2 separate regions of the Mus musculus genome follow, and region 1 is linked to region 2. Evidence: chromatin contacts called from public HiChIP or PLAC-seq data. All regions are on one chromosome and are shown on one strand. Each heading gives the region's core, a stretch centred on a gene start, on an enhancer-like site or on the middle of the called end of the contact. The rest is flanking DNA. Distances are from core to core; before and after follow the strand shown.

Evidence for each region. HiChIP or PLAC-seq counts read pairs in DNA pulled down with a chosen protein or histone mark.
Region 1: an H3K27ac HiChIP or PLAC-seq map of extraembryonic endoderm stem cells shows a contact between it and region 2. The contact joins the promoter of Mcrs1 here to the enhancer-like site in region 2. A contact is called at or near these places in 4 of 39 promoter capture datasets (the SN4741 cell line, cranial neural crest, liver and 1 more), 1 of 484 Hi-C or Micro-C datasets (forebrain), 10 of 115 datasets of contacts at active chromatin or transcription factors (the SCID.adh cell line, bone marrow-derived macrophages, effector CD8 T cells and 5 more) and 3 of 9 other capture datasets (adipose tissue, liver and pancreatic islet).

What each region holds. Positions count from the first base shown.
Region 1 is chr15:99,249,478-99,255,950 of GRCm38.p6, reverse strand. Mcrs1 (microspherule protein 1) reads left to right here and starts at 3,990. Exons shown (of 15, transcript NM_016766.3): 1 at 3,990-4,089; 2 at 5,369-5,488; 3 at 5,937-6,075; 4 at 6,445-6,473. The coding sequence starts at 5,479. 1700120C14Rik (RIKEN cDNA 1700120C14 gene) reads right to left here and starts at 4,163. Exons shown (of 3, transcript NR_045627.2): 1 at 3,950-4,163. It overlaps Gm25999 (a small nucleolar RNA gene), which reads left to right and starts at 937; the gene lies at 937-1,069.
Region 2 is chr15:99,137,977-99,143,964 of GRCm38.p6, reverse strand. All of the region lies in intron 1 of Spats2 (spermatogenesis associated, serine-rich 2), which reads right to left. Among named protein-coding and RNA genes, the nearest start is that of Spats2, 14 kb to the right of the region's middle. Within about 2 kb of position 4,199, at least 49 of the 459 cell types and tissues checked have an H3K27ac peak or open chromatin away from gene starts, as enhancers often do. A contact at or near this core is called in the SCID.adh cell line, extraembryonic endoderm stem cells and trophoblast stem cells, where this site is marked.

The DNA.
Region 1 (6,473 bases), core at 2,741-5,240, 110 kb before region 2:
CTTGAAAGTCTAAATTGGGAATGCCCCTGAAAACGTTCACTGTTTGAAAACAGAACCTAACTAGATTCTGTTTTCCCAGGTGTTCTGGGTTGGGCCACTAGTGTGTACAGAAGGCACTGCAACGGTAATAGGAAGAGGATAGACTACATCTTGAAGCCACAGTGGAACTTGGTGGTACCTACGTGGTGGTAGTTGTATAGGCACACATAGTCTCCAAGGCCAGGCAAGGTGGAATGGGGTCAGGTTCCCTGGGAACCCACTGCCTGACCATGTGAACGGGATGCCAGAGTTGCAGTGCATATTGGAGGTTCTAGGGCTATGGAGCATCTGCTGAGGAAAGCTGCAGGCAGAGAAGGGCGCTGACCGGAGAGGAAAGCTGCAGGTGCTGCCGGTGGTGGGCTGGGGCCACAGCTGCTAACAGTGCTGGAGCCCAGACGGTTCCATCATGAGTTCAGACTGCAGAGTGCTGGCCTGTCTGGGTTTCAGTCTTGCTTTGGCCTGGTCTTTTGCAGCACACTTTACAGAGTGAGTCACCTCTCCAGCCATTGGCCTGATCTTCCCTGCATGACCCACACTCTATTTTGGAATGGAAATATTTACACTGTGCCATTGTATACTGTAAGTAACTTGTATTTTATTTTATAGAGACTCGCAGTTAAGAGGTCACCTGAGTCTCAGAAAAGACTCTGCACTTATATTTTTGAATCATTTTGAAAGTGTTGAGACTTTGAGTTTTTTTTTTTTTTAAGATGAAATAACTGCCTTCTGCATTAAGATATGAACATGAAGGCAGGCATGTGGCACCCACCTTTAATCCCAGCACTCTTCAATGCTGCACTTGTCTACCAAGTGAGTTCTAGAACAGCCAGGGCCATGGAGAGACCCTGTTTTCAAAAGCAAACAAACAAAAGAAACAAAGAAAGAAAAATGAGTGTGATACAGCCAGTTGAGCTGGCCAGGCCCCCTTCTTCATGGCACCTGTGTGTAATGGCTGCAAACAGAAGCCTACTTGGAGGGATATTCAACCTTCTATCTGTGTGGGTTTCCCTAAGGGATCTTGGTGGCAGCTTTCTAGGGGCTATTTCTGTCTCTGACCTCAATACTATCCCCAGTCCAGGCTGCAGACAAGCGTGCATGCTGCCTTTGGGAAGCTCCAGGACACAGTGGCCAGGATCCACTTAGGCCAAGTCATCAAGCCCATCTGTGTCAGGTTTCACAATGAGGAAGGTGGTTAAGGCCTTGCATAGAGGTAAGGTTCAAGTTCCCTGGCCTCTGGAAGAGCCACGCCTCAAAGAGGTGGGGCTTTACCAAGTTTAATGCAGAAGAATTGAAAGGAGTGGTAACTGACAACCAGTGCATCCCTGATGGCTATGGGGCACATATGTCCCCAGTTATAGTCCCTGGGGAGAGTGGCAGACTCTGTGGTCCTCCTGAGAGCTTCCACTCTGCTTACTATGCCCACTGAACCATGTTCAGTAATAAAGCTCACATCCGGTCTAAAGAATTAACATGAGACTTTAGGGAATGCTATGATTTAAAAGTGATGTTTCAGGGTTGGGGATATAGCTCAGTTGGTAGAGTGTTTATACAACACGCACAAAGCCATGGGTTTGATACCCAGTACCACACAAAACCAGGGATAATGGCACCCGGCTGTAATCCTAGCACTGGGGAGGTGGAGATGGGAGGATGAGAAGTTCAAGGTCAATCTTTTGATAACTTGAGTTTGAGACCAGCTGGACTGCATGAGACCCTGTCTCTAAAGCCTAATACCTGGGTGTGGTGACACACGCCATTAATCCTTACATTGGGAGGCAGAGGGAGATGGATCTCTGTGAGTTCAGGACCTACATTGCAAGTTACAGGACAGCCAAAACTACATAGAGGCTCTGTCTCAAAAACCCAAGCCAAACAAACCAAGAAAGACCGGTGATCGCTATGCTCCAGTGGCACCAGCAGCTGATGGATGCCACCGACATAAATGTGGTATGCCTGGACATCAGGTGGGCTTGTGATCTTGTCCGCTTAACCTCATTTAGAGTCACAAGACATCTGTGAAGCTATTTCTGGAGGTTTAACTTAGATGGGAGACACACCCTAATTTCGAGTGACCTTGGGCTAGGGCTACAGACTGAACAGAAAGGAGAAAGCAGGCAGAACACCAATACTTCATCTCTCTGCACTTCCAAGTTCTGGACACAGCGTGAGCAATCACCCCACACTCCTGCCACCATGCCTTTCCTGCCATGATGTTTGTCCCCCTCACACCCCCAAAAACCCTGTGAGCTAAAATAACCCTTTCTTCTTTCAGGGTTTCCTTCTTTAAGGGTTTGCCTTTCCTAGGAGAAAAACATCTAACAAACATTGAACAGTACCCATCCAGCTCTTTACCAAACGATCCCTTGTTAGGGCTGTCCATGTGGCTTGGTGGGACAGAACTTGCCTGATAAGCAACAAGTATTTCACTCCTACTTAAAAACAAACAAACAAACAAACAAAAACTCTTTAAAGAAGAAAGCCCAATTAATTGTCATCTGTATAGATACTAAACCACACTATATTTTGCACAACCCACCAGACTGTGTCCTAGTTTGTTTTTAATTGCTGTGATCAAAACACTGTAACTAAAGGCGACCTGGGAAGCAAAGGGTCTATTTCATCTCATAACTTTCTTTTTTTTTTTTTAAGATTTATTTATTGGTTATATGTAAGTACACTGTAGCTGTCTTCAGACACTCCAGAAGAGGGAGTCAGATCTCGTTATGGATGGTTGTGAGCCACCACGTGGTTGCTGGGATTTGAACTCCAGACCTTTGGAAGAGCAGTCGGGTGCTCTTACCCACTGAGCCATCTCACCAGCCCCTCATCTCATAACTTTCAAGTCACTGTCTATTACCGAGGAAAGTTGGGGCAAGAACCTCAAGGCAGGCACTGCTTAGACCTCCCACATCTATCCAAACAAGAAAACACACCCCAGACTTGCCTACCAACCAGTCTGAAGGAGGCATTTTCTCAACTGAGCGCGAAGATTCTAGCTAGTTTCAAGTTGACAAACCTCTAACAAGCACACTGTATACCAGAAAACTTTGTTTTGGGAGCGATAAAGCAAATACATGCTCGTTAAATAAGTAACAGTATATTATGAAGAGAAGACTTGCAACTTGTCAGGGTCGTCCATTTGACACTTAAGTTCAGGATGTCAGGCACGCTGGGCAAACGCTCTTCCCGGAAGCTCCTCCAGCCAGAGCTGCTCCACTTTTGTGCCCCTCAAAGAAGGCATGAAAGAGCTATTAGAGCCCAGTCTCCCTAGCTTTCCCGGGCATCTCTCACGGCCCCAAAGTCTGGACGTCTCCTGTTCTCTGGGAACTAGTTCTTTCTTTCAAAACAGTTTCCTCAGGGAACACTGTCCTCTGAAAAGGATTCGGTTGGTTTGCTGGCTACCCACGACTGACCCCAGCAGTCTAGATGGAGTTCTTCTGGCGTAAGCAACTGGCGCCGCTCCTTCTAAGGAGTGTTTCCTTAGGAACGCGGCCACCATCCTGCATCTCCCCCTTAGACAGGAATTTTCGGGATCGTACTGTACGCCACAGTTAGAGCAAACTCTCCAACATGTTCCTCCAGTCCTGTGCTTAGCAAAGAGCCTGACCGAATCCCTTATCTGAAAACACTGGCAGATAAAACAATACAAGATTTGGTCCAGAGAGACCTACCAAGGTTAGTGCTAATTACGAATGCACGGCGGCCCCGCCCCTCCCAGCGTCGCCTGGGCGGGGTCTCAGCACAAGCCCCGCCCTCCCGCTGCGTTTTCCAACACGGAAACCTCCGCGGTTCCTATAATTAACACTGCCTGGTGCCTCCCTAAGCGCTTCTGCCAACCGGGAAAGCTGTATTTCCGGCTCCCCGCAAAATGGTTTCCACTAAGGCGCACGGCCACGCCCCTTCCACTTACGGGTCCAGGACGAACCGGAAGAGATCGTCCAACCCTTCGTTCGCAACCCGGAAGTAGATGTGTCTCACGGAAGCCGGCTTTGGCCCTGCGGCTCCTGCCGTCGCCGCGGAGAAATTGTTGGAGCTGGCAGCCTAGGAATGGTGAGACCCCGCGACTCGTCTCCTAGTGTTCTGAGTAGACCTGGAGGGTGAAGTGGAGTTTCCCAACGTGCCTCGGGGCACAACCCCACAACAAGATTTGGGGCCCCGCCCCGGTATCGCCCCGAAAAATCTGCGCATGCGTAAGTCCGATCAGGCCAGGCTCTGGCCTGCGGTGTTACGCATGCGCACAGGTGGCATGCTTGAGGTGGGATGAGAATTGTCTGGGAGTTGGTCCTGGTTCGCTACCACCGGCCTGTGGGCCTCAGAGCCAGATGGCGAGATCGATGCAGTAGTATGGAGCCGAAGAGTTGACTAAATTACCACTGCTCCCCAGAGTCCCTGAAACAGACCTGCACTGATCCCTCACCTTGGGGGTGCCCTGTCGGGAGGAGGGAAGGGAAGGAGGGCAAGCACTTTGCCTTAGTTGCTCGTGGGACTGGACACCTGCACCCCCCTTCTGTGGTACCCACGGAGCTGGTCGTGGAGCGTCCTTAAAGGCAGAGCCAGAACTTTGCTCTACGAGACGCCGGAGTCAGGAGGGGCGGGGCTGCCAAAGCGCTGGGTATTCATACAGTTCCCAAACCACGTTTGAATCGTCCGAAGGAACCACCCGCTTTAGTAAAAGCTGCAAATGGAAGGGAAAGCAAAAGGGTAGCGAGATAGTGGGATTCCATCTACCTTCCCAGGCTGTGGCCTGGGGGCAGGCTGGTGCTGCTGATTTGAGTAGACAGGCAAAGGAAAACAAATGAGTCAGGAATCCCTTGACCCTTTCTGGTTAACGTTCCAAATGCTTAATTTAGGATTCACTGGTAAAATTAAGAGAGATCTCTGAGCCTAATACGTTTTTTCCCACATCTTTTTATCATTCACACAAAGGCCTCAGTGACTCCCACATAGCTACTTATATTTTTTGTTTTTATTGTTTGGAGCAGAGGCTCACCATTATATAGATAGCCCTGGCTTGCTCTGTAGACGAGGCTGGCCTTAAAGTCAACAGAGATCCACCTGCCTCTACCTCTACCTCTACCTCTACCTCTACCTCTACCTCTACCTCTACCTCTACCTCTACCTCCGCCTCCACATGCTGGGATTAACTGTCAGAGCCATCAGACCAGGTAATAGCTACTAATGGTTAGGTGCAATTGAGAGTAGAGCTCTTTTGCCTCTTCCCACTACCTCAGACAGGGTGCACGAGTGCACGAGGATAAGGGATTGGTCAGTCAGTAGGTTTGGCCTGTTGGAAACCCGAGCCTGAGGGAGCCTTACCTCTCCTTCCCAGACTCTCTTCTCAGCATCCAAGCTCGCTTGGTCAGAACCCTTGGATGAGCCTGTGGGACCCTTCCTCCTAGCCCTGTGGTTTGGAGCCGGAGGCTTTGGGACTGTGAGAGGATGGACAAAGGTAGTGTGAGGCCCGGCCATCTCCCCAAGCTCTCGGGCGCCAGGCAGCCTCTGACTCTACCCCTTGCCTTGCACGAGTGTCTCTCGGTCTTGGCCCGGCAATGCCACCTACCACCCCCCTCCCCTGGGCCAGCACCACCCATGTGCCTCTCGGCAGAGCCACAATTGCCTCAGTTGCTGTGGAGCTTCTGCTCTTTGGCACAATGCATTTTGATAGCCAAGGGAGCAGTTATGCTCAGAGCCCACCCCGTGTGTCGGCCTCATCAGCCTGACCTGAGCACCTGTGCTGCACCCCATGACCCGTGGCACCAGGAGGTCTGAGCCCGGATGGGATCTGGATGGCCAAGGAGGAATGCCTGCCTCAAAGACCAAGCCTCAGGGAGGCCGGGCAAGGGCTGAGGGGCTGACACAAGGGTCCGTGCACAGAGGTCACCCTTTCTCTTTCCTAGATTCTCAGGGGCTGCTAGACTCGTCCCTGATGGCGTCAGGCACAGCCAGCCGCTCCGAGGATGAGGAGTCACTGGCAGGGCAGAAGCGAGCATCCTCCCAGGCCCTGGGCACTATCCCCAAACGCAGAAGCTCCTCCAGGTAGCCTGGGCTCAGAGCGCCTGGAAGGGGAGGCATGTGGGGCTAGGCACGCCCTTGCTAGCCTTGGTTTGAAATGGCCTTCTGAGCCTGCCTGGGTTCTGAGCCTGCCTGGGGTCCAAGCAAAGCCTTGTGCTTTTCCTTTACCTCCTCTGCCGGTGTGTCCGGATGGCACCGAGGATGGAGAGTGAGGGGTTCCATCTCTGTTGAAAGGTTGCCTGTTACCTCAGAGGACTAGAACTTGGCTTTTCCATGTCCACTGAGCCAGACACTGCTGGAAAGTGAAGGCAGTTAGTTCCCAAGGGGAGCCTGCACCTTGGAAGCCGTGCGTGGGTGTGGTACCAGTAGTTAACCCTGCAGGACCTTCCACAGGTTCATCAAAAGGAAGAAATTCGATGATG
Region 2 (5,988 bases), core at 2,950-5,449:
CAACTCCAGTTCCAGGGATCCAGGCACGCACGCGGTAGATACATATACATGCTGGCAAAACACTCAACATGTATAAAATAAATTTAAATAAAAATTAAACGACTGGGACGGAGCTCATTAGTAGAGTACTTACCCAGAGATCAGATGAAACTGAGTTTGATCTCCAGCACTGAAGAAAAACTGTAAGCAGAAACAACCAGAGGCCCATGGTGGCACATGCCAATAATCTTAACACTCAGGAGGCAGAGGCAGAGGCAGAGGCCTGGAGGATCAACACTAGCCTCAGCTATAGCAGACGCTTAATAAAACTGAAGATTGGCCGGGCAGTGGTGGCACATGCCTTTAATCCCAGCACTTGGGAGGCAGAGGCAGGTGGATTTCTGAGTTTGAGGCCAGCCTGGTCTACAGAGTGAGTTCCGGGACAGCCAGGGTTGCACAGAGAAGCCCTGTCTCAAAAACAAAATAAACAAACAAAACCCCTGAAGACTGCTGAGTCAGGAGTCAGGTAGTGATGCATCCAACAACACCAGCACTCAGGTGACAGGGATTGAGTTCAACTGAGCCTGTCTCAGCAAAACCACTCCTGGGGCTGGAGAGAGGGTCCTACAGTCAAAAGCCCTGGCTGCTCCAGGTTCAGTTCCCAGCACCCACATAGAGGTTCACACCCATCCCTAACTCCAATTCCAGAGGACATGACGCCTTGTGCAGCCTCTTCAGGTACCAGGCACATTCACACTCATGGTACATAGACTTACATGTAGGCAAAATATTCATACACATTAAAGAAAACTCTTTTTAGAAAAATTTAAAACCGCTCCTACTAGTCAACATAAGATGTCAAAGACAGAGACACATCCAGATGGTAGTATATGCCTAAAAGCACTCAAGGGGCTCAGGAGAGAGAACTCCAGCTTGAAACCTGCTTAGGACCAGGTCTTCTGCAAGAGCTGGAGTCCCAGGCGACTACGAGATGCCTGACTTGAGTGCTGGGAACCAAACTCATGTCCTCTGGAAGGGAGCAGTTAAGTGCTCTGAGCTTCTAAGCCATCTTTCCAGGCCCCTCTTTAATAGCTAAACATATCTGGAAATCAGACACAGCTGACAGTTTTTATTGTTATGTATATATTCCAAGTTCCTGGGCCTCTACTAATCTGGAAAAAGTGAACAGGAAAAGCAATACACAAATCTATTACATGCTTAGGAGCGTGGGTATTCGACTCTCAGACATCTGCCTGCCTCTGGGTGGCAGAGTCTGAGTTCTGGGGTTAAAGGCATATGCCGCCGCCACCAGGCTGGTACTAGACTCTTAAACAACCTTTTGTTTAAAGACAGGGGTTCTCCTCTCATGCATCCTAGAGTAGCCTTGAGCTCAATACACAGCAAGGAATGACCTCAGCACCAGCCTCTACCCTGAAAAGCTACCACAACTCCAGATTTACGTAAGCATTGTTGTGGGTCAGATCCAGAGCCTCTAGAAAGCTACAGAAGCACTCCACCAACAGAGCTACATTCCCAACCTTCAAACAGCTTGTGTGCTTTTTAATTTGTTTTTTATTTTAGGTGTATAGGTGATTTGCTGGCTTATGTGTCTGTGTGGTGTTCTTGGTGCCCACAAAAGGCAGAGGAGTACACTGCATCTGTGGTGGTTTGAATGAGAATGGCCCAGGCTTACATCTTTAAGTGGTCAGTCCCTAGTTGGTGGAACTATCTGCAGAAAGATTAGGAGGTAGGCTTTGTTGGAGGAGGTGTGTTGTTTGTGGCAGGCTTTGGGGTTTCAAAACCTCACAACAGGCCCAGTCTCTCTCCCTTGTACCTGTGGCTCAGATGTAAGCTCTCAGCTCTGCTCAAGTGCCAATCCTGCCTGCCTGCTGCCACGTTTCCTGCCATGACAGACATGCACTGACCCTTTCGAAACTGTAAGCAACTCCCAGTCAAATGCTTTCTTTCTGTTATAAGGTGCCTTGGCCATGGTGTCTCTACACACCGTAGACTAGTAACTAAGACAGGAGCCCCTGAAACTGGAGTTATGGCTGGTTATGAGCTGCCAAGCTGAGATCTTCTCTGAAGAGCAGTCAATGCCATTAACTGTTGAGCCAGCTCTTCAGCCCCATTGAAACAACTTTTAATGTAAAATCTCCATTGGAGATTTTGGTAGCCTGCAGGATGTGCAAATTCAAACGGGAGCCCGTTCATATTCCCCCAAAGGCTGCCCTCTCTGTGGCTTCACCAGGCCTCAGCTGAGACACGAGTCACCCTGCTGCACAGTTCTGAATGGTGGGTTCACCGCGGCTTCATCTTGGTTCCCTCCTTTTTCTGGACTCAGGGACCTTGCTATGGAATCTAACTGCCCCGGCCTGCTGCATGCTAGGATTACAGGCTTGCACCACCGGCTTGGCTTCATTTACATCTTTATGCTTTCTCAGCTGCCTCAGTGGTCCCTCCACAGACTGTTCATTTGTGCCTGGTTCCACTTTCTAGTAGTACACAGACAGAAGGGCATCTTATTACAGATGTCTAAAGAAATGACAAGTCGAAGATGCTCATCAGAGAAATGGGGCTACGAGTGTGTGGTGCCGCCTGGGGCCCCAGCACTGGGAAGGACGAGGCGGCCGCAAGTGCCTCAAGTCTGAGTCCAGCCTGAGCACAGAGCAAGAACCAGGCCAACCAGGGCAAGGCTGTCCAGCAAGACTCTGCCTCAGAGTAACAAAACAAAAATCAGGAGTTGGGTGTGACGAGGCCTAAGGGGATGGAACTTGCTACCAAGCCCTGAAAACCTAAGCTTCATTCCTGGACCCCACATGGCAGAAAGTGGTACAAGTCTCGAAAGGTGACCTCTGATGTCTACCTGTACTCTGACATCTGCATGCACACCACAGATTAGATAGATAGATACACACAATCAACCAATCAATAAATAATATTTAAAAGGGAATACACAACCTGTAACAAAATAAATTTAAAAAAAAATACCTAGATACATAAAATAAAACTCATTCAACCCAATGGTGCTGCAGACAAAGCCGCAGAAATGGGTACAGAGGCCTGATGGACGGGGGGAGCTCAGGACAAAGCTACATAACACAGAGAGCGCGCGGGCATCAGACGGCAGGCATCCCTAGTTGCTGAATACACACGATCCACACCACTTATTCCAAAAAAACTTTCAGGTTTAGATTTGTGTTCCGCCTTCTGTATGTTGTGCTTAAGACAACCACCCCAGTCTACATCACAGCAGCACGGAATGAGCAGGCTACCCATAGCCCCGTCAGAAAATAGTCATCGAGTCAAGGTGGCACAGGGATGCACTCCCCTGATCCCATGGCTCAGCAGGCTGAGGCAGGAGGATTAGGTTTGAGGCTACACTGGACTACACAGTAAGACCTTGTTGAACAAACAAACAAAAGATCCTCCATGTTGAATGAAAGTCTAAGTTAATACCGATTTTGATCTCCTGTCTTCTGTCTTCCCTGACCAGCTCACAAGGCCACATTAGAGCAGCCTAAAGACGATGGTAATCCAGGGCTGATGCCCAGCTCAGCAGGGAACCTGCTTGCCTCCCACCTTCACCAGCATCAAGTAGGGATGGGGAGAGCAATGCATCACTACTGGAGCCATTAAACAGAAAGAGTGGGCTTCCCCAACCCAGGGACTTCCCAAAGACATCCTGTGGCATTTACAAGCACCTGTCTCCTATCAGAAAGGGATGAAGGAAAAACTGTCTAAACATCACCTCTAACCAGACCAGATGACCTCCTGAGAGACTCAGGGAGAGTGGAGCTCTGTACTGCAAGTTCACTGTTAATGTTCAATTTAGTGAAAGCATCTTTAATATCTATCCTTCCTTTGCAAATGGCTCTGTAACTGATAGCTCTTAGATCCATCCCTTGTCCAGACTTCAAGCAGCGAGACAGCCTGCTTTCACGAGCACCGCTGCTCTGCTGTGAGGAATCTGCATGGCTGCCACAGCTGCTTGCTGCTTCAGCCTTGAGAAATCTGCAGAGCGGGTGGTCACAGCTGCTTCAACAGGCACCGTCTCAGCCCCAAGAGCTTCAGACAGTTAGGACAGGTCTCAGTGGATCAAAATGACCCTGAAGCTATTTTCACCCAGGCTAAAAAAGAAGCAACTCCCTCAGTGGCCAGTAGGTGGCCCGGGACTGGTGCAAACACAGCTTTTTATTTGTGAGCTGAGCCATGATCAGTGGAATGAGGGACTGTAGTGTGACTGGTACAGAGGTCAATCACAGCACTCTAGAGGCTGAGGCAGGAGGATTGACCCAAAAGCTGAAAAACAGAGGCAGCATCAACAGGAGGAAGTGTTGGTGAAGCTGAGACATGAGCCTACACCCACTGAGCTGAAAGATGGAACACAGCAGGGCCTTGGAATGACCCCCTGAATAGATAGATGTCAGTCAGCACGGACACAGGCCTTCAAGCTGGGACAGAACCGGTAGAGCAAGAATCAGTGCTTGGGAAATGCACTCTTCCAGACAGCCTGCCTCTCTTCCAGACAGCCTGCCTCTCTTCCAGACAGCCTGCCTCTCTTCCAGACAGCCTGCCTCTCTTCCAGACAGCCTGCCTCTCTTCCAGACAGCCTGCCTCTCTTCCAGACAGCCTGCCTCTCTTCCAGACAGCCTGCCTCTGGATACCCTACCCGTGGCTGGTGACTCTTAGAAAGTGAAATCTAAGAAAAGGAAGGCTATCACAGGAGAGACGGACGGACGGACGGACGCAGAGGCAGAGGCACTCCTAACTGATAATGTCTCTCAAGATTACTGTTTCAAAGCGAATGGGTGCTGGGATTCAAACCTAGGTCCTCTGGAAGAACAGTCAATGCTTTTAACCCCAACTTGGTTTTGTGGGGTTTGGTTTTCTTTTTGTTACGTATAATCCTATCTGTGTATCTCCCATGCGTGCATGGGTGTTCACAGAGGCCGGAAGAAAGCATTAGATCCTCTGGAGCTGGAGCTGCGGCCACTCTGAGCCACTGCACATGCGTGCTAGGAACCAGACTGCTTTTAACTGCTGAGCAGATCTCCAGCCCCCAATTTGATATATTTCTTGTACAGGTTCTGTCAGTTCTAATAAACACGGAGGGAAGAAAAAAAAACTGAAACGGAGTCTTACTATCCCTTTTTGGTTGTTCTCTCTAGAGAGAGAACCCAGACCCTCACACACATAGCAGGCAAGTGCATTAGCTACATGTGCATGAGCTACATCTACATTACCAGCCTTCTTGTCCAAAAATACAATAAAATAAATTTTTTTAGACTGGGTCTCATATAGCTCAAGCTGGCCTTAAATTCACTATGTAGCCAATGCCGGCCTTGAACGTCCTCTGCTGGTAGGTAGCGTGAGTTCTGGAACCAAAGATATCTCAGCACCCAGTCCTTCCTAGCCTTCTTTTGTCCTTTATCACCAGTTGAGCAGGCTGAGCTCGGAACAAGAAGGAGGGACAGCAGAAGCAGCAGCAAGTGGTAGCAGGCTGAGGACAGCAGCAGTGACATTGGCAGAGGTGGCAGTAGTGAATAAAAAAAAAAAAAAAATGCAAAAACCGCAGGGAGCAGAGGCCTAGGGACATCAGGGACGAAGGAATAAGACCAGGTCACAGGACCCGGTCAGTGGAAGATTTCTAAAGCTGTGCTAACTCTAAAGAGCCAAGCAGTCCAGATACCCTAGGTATGAGGACTGTACAACTGGCCACAGTCAAGAGCTGAGGACTGTGATAGCCTGGACCCAAGAGCCCTAAGGCTGTCACTTACGGCCAGGAGATTGGCTTACCCATCTGCTGCTCCCTGAGGTGAGCTGCTGTGAGCTGAGGTGAGCTGCTGTGAGCTGAGGTGGGCTGCTGTGAGCTGAGGTGAGCTGCTGTGAGCTGAGGTGGGCTGCTGTGAGCTGAGGTGGGCTGCTGTGAGCTGAGGTGGGCTGCTGTGAGCTGAGGTGGGCTGCTGTGAGCTGAGGTGGGCTGCTGTGAGCTGAGGTGGGCTGCTG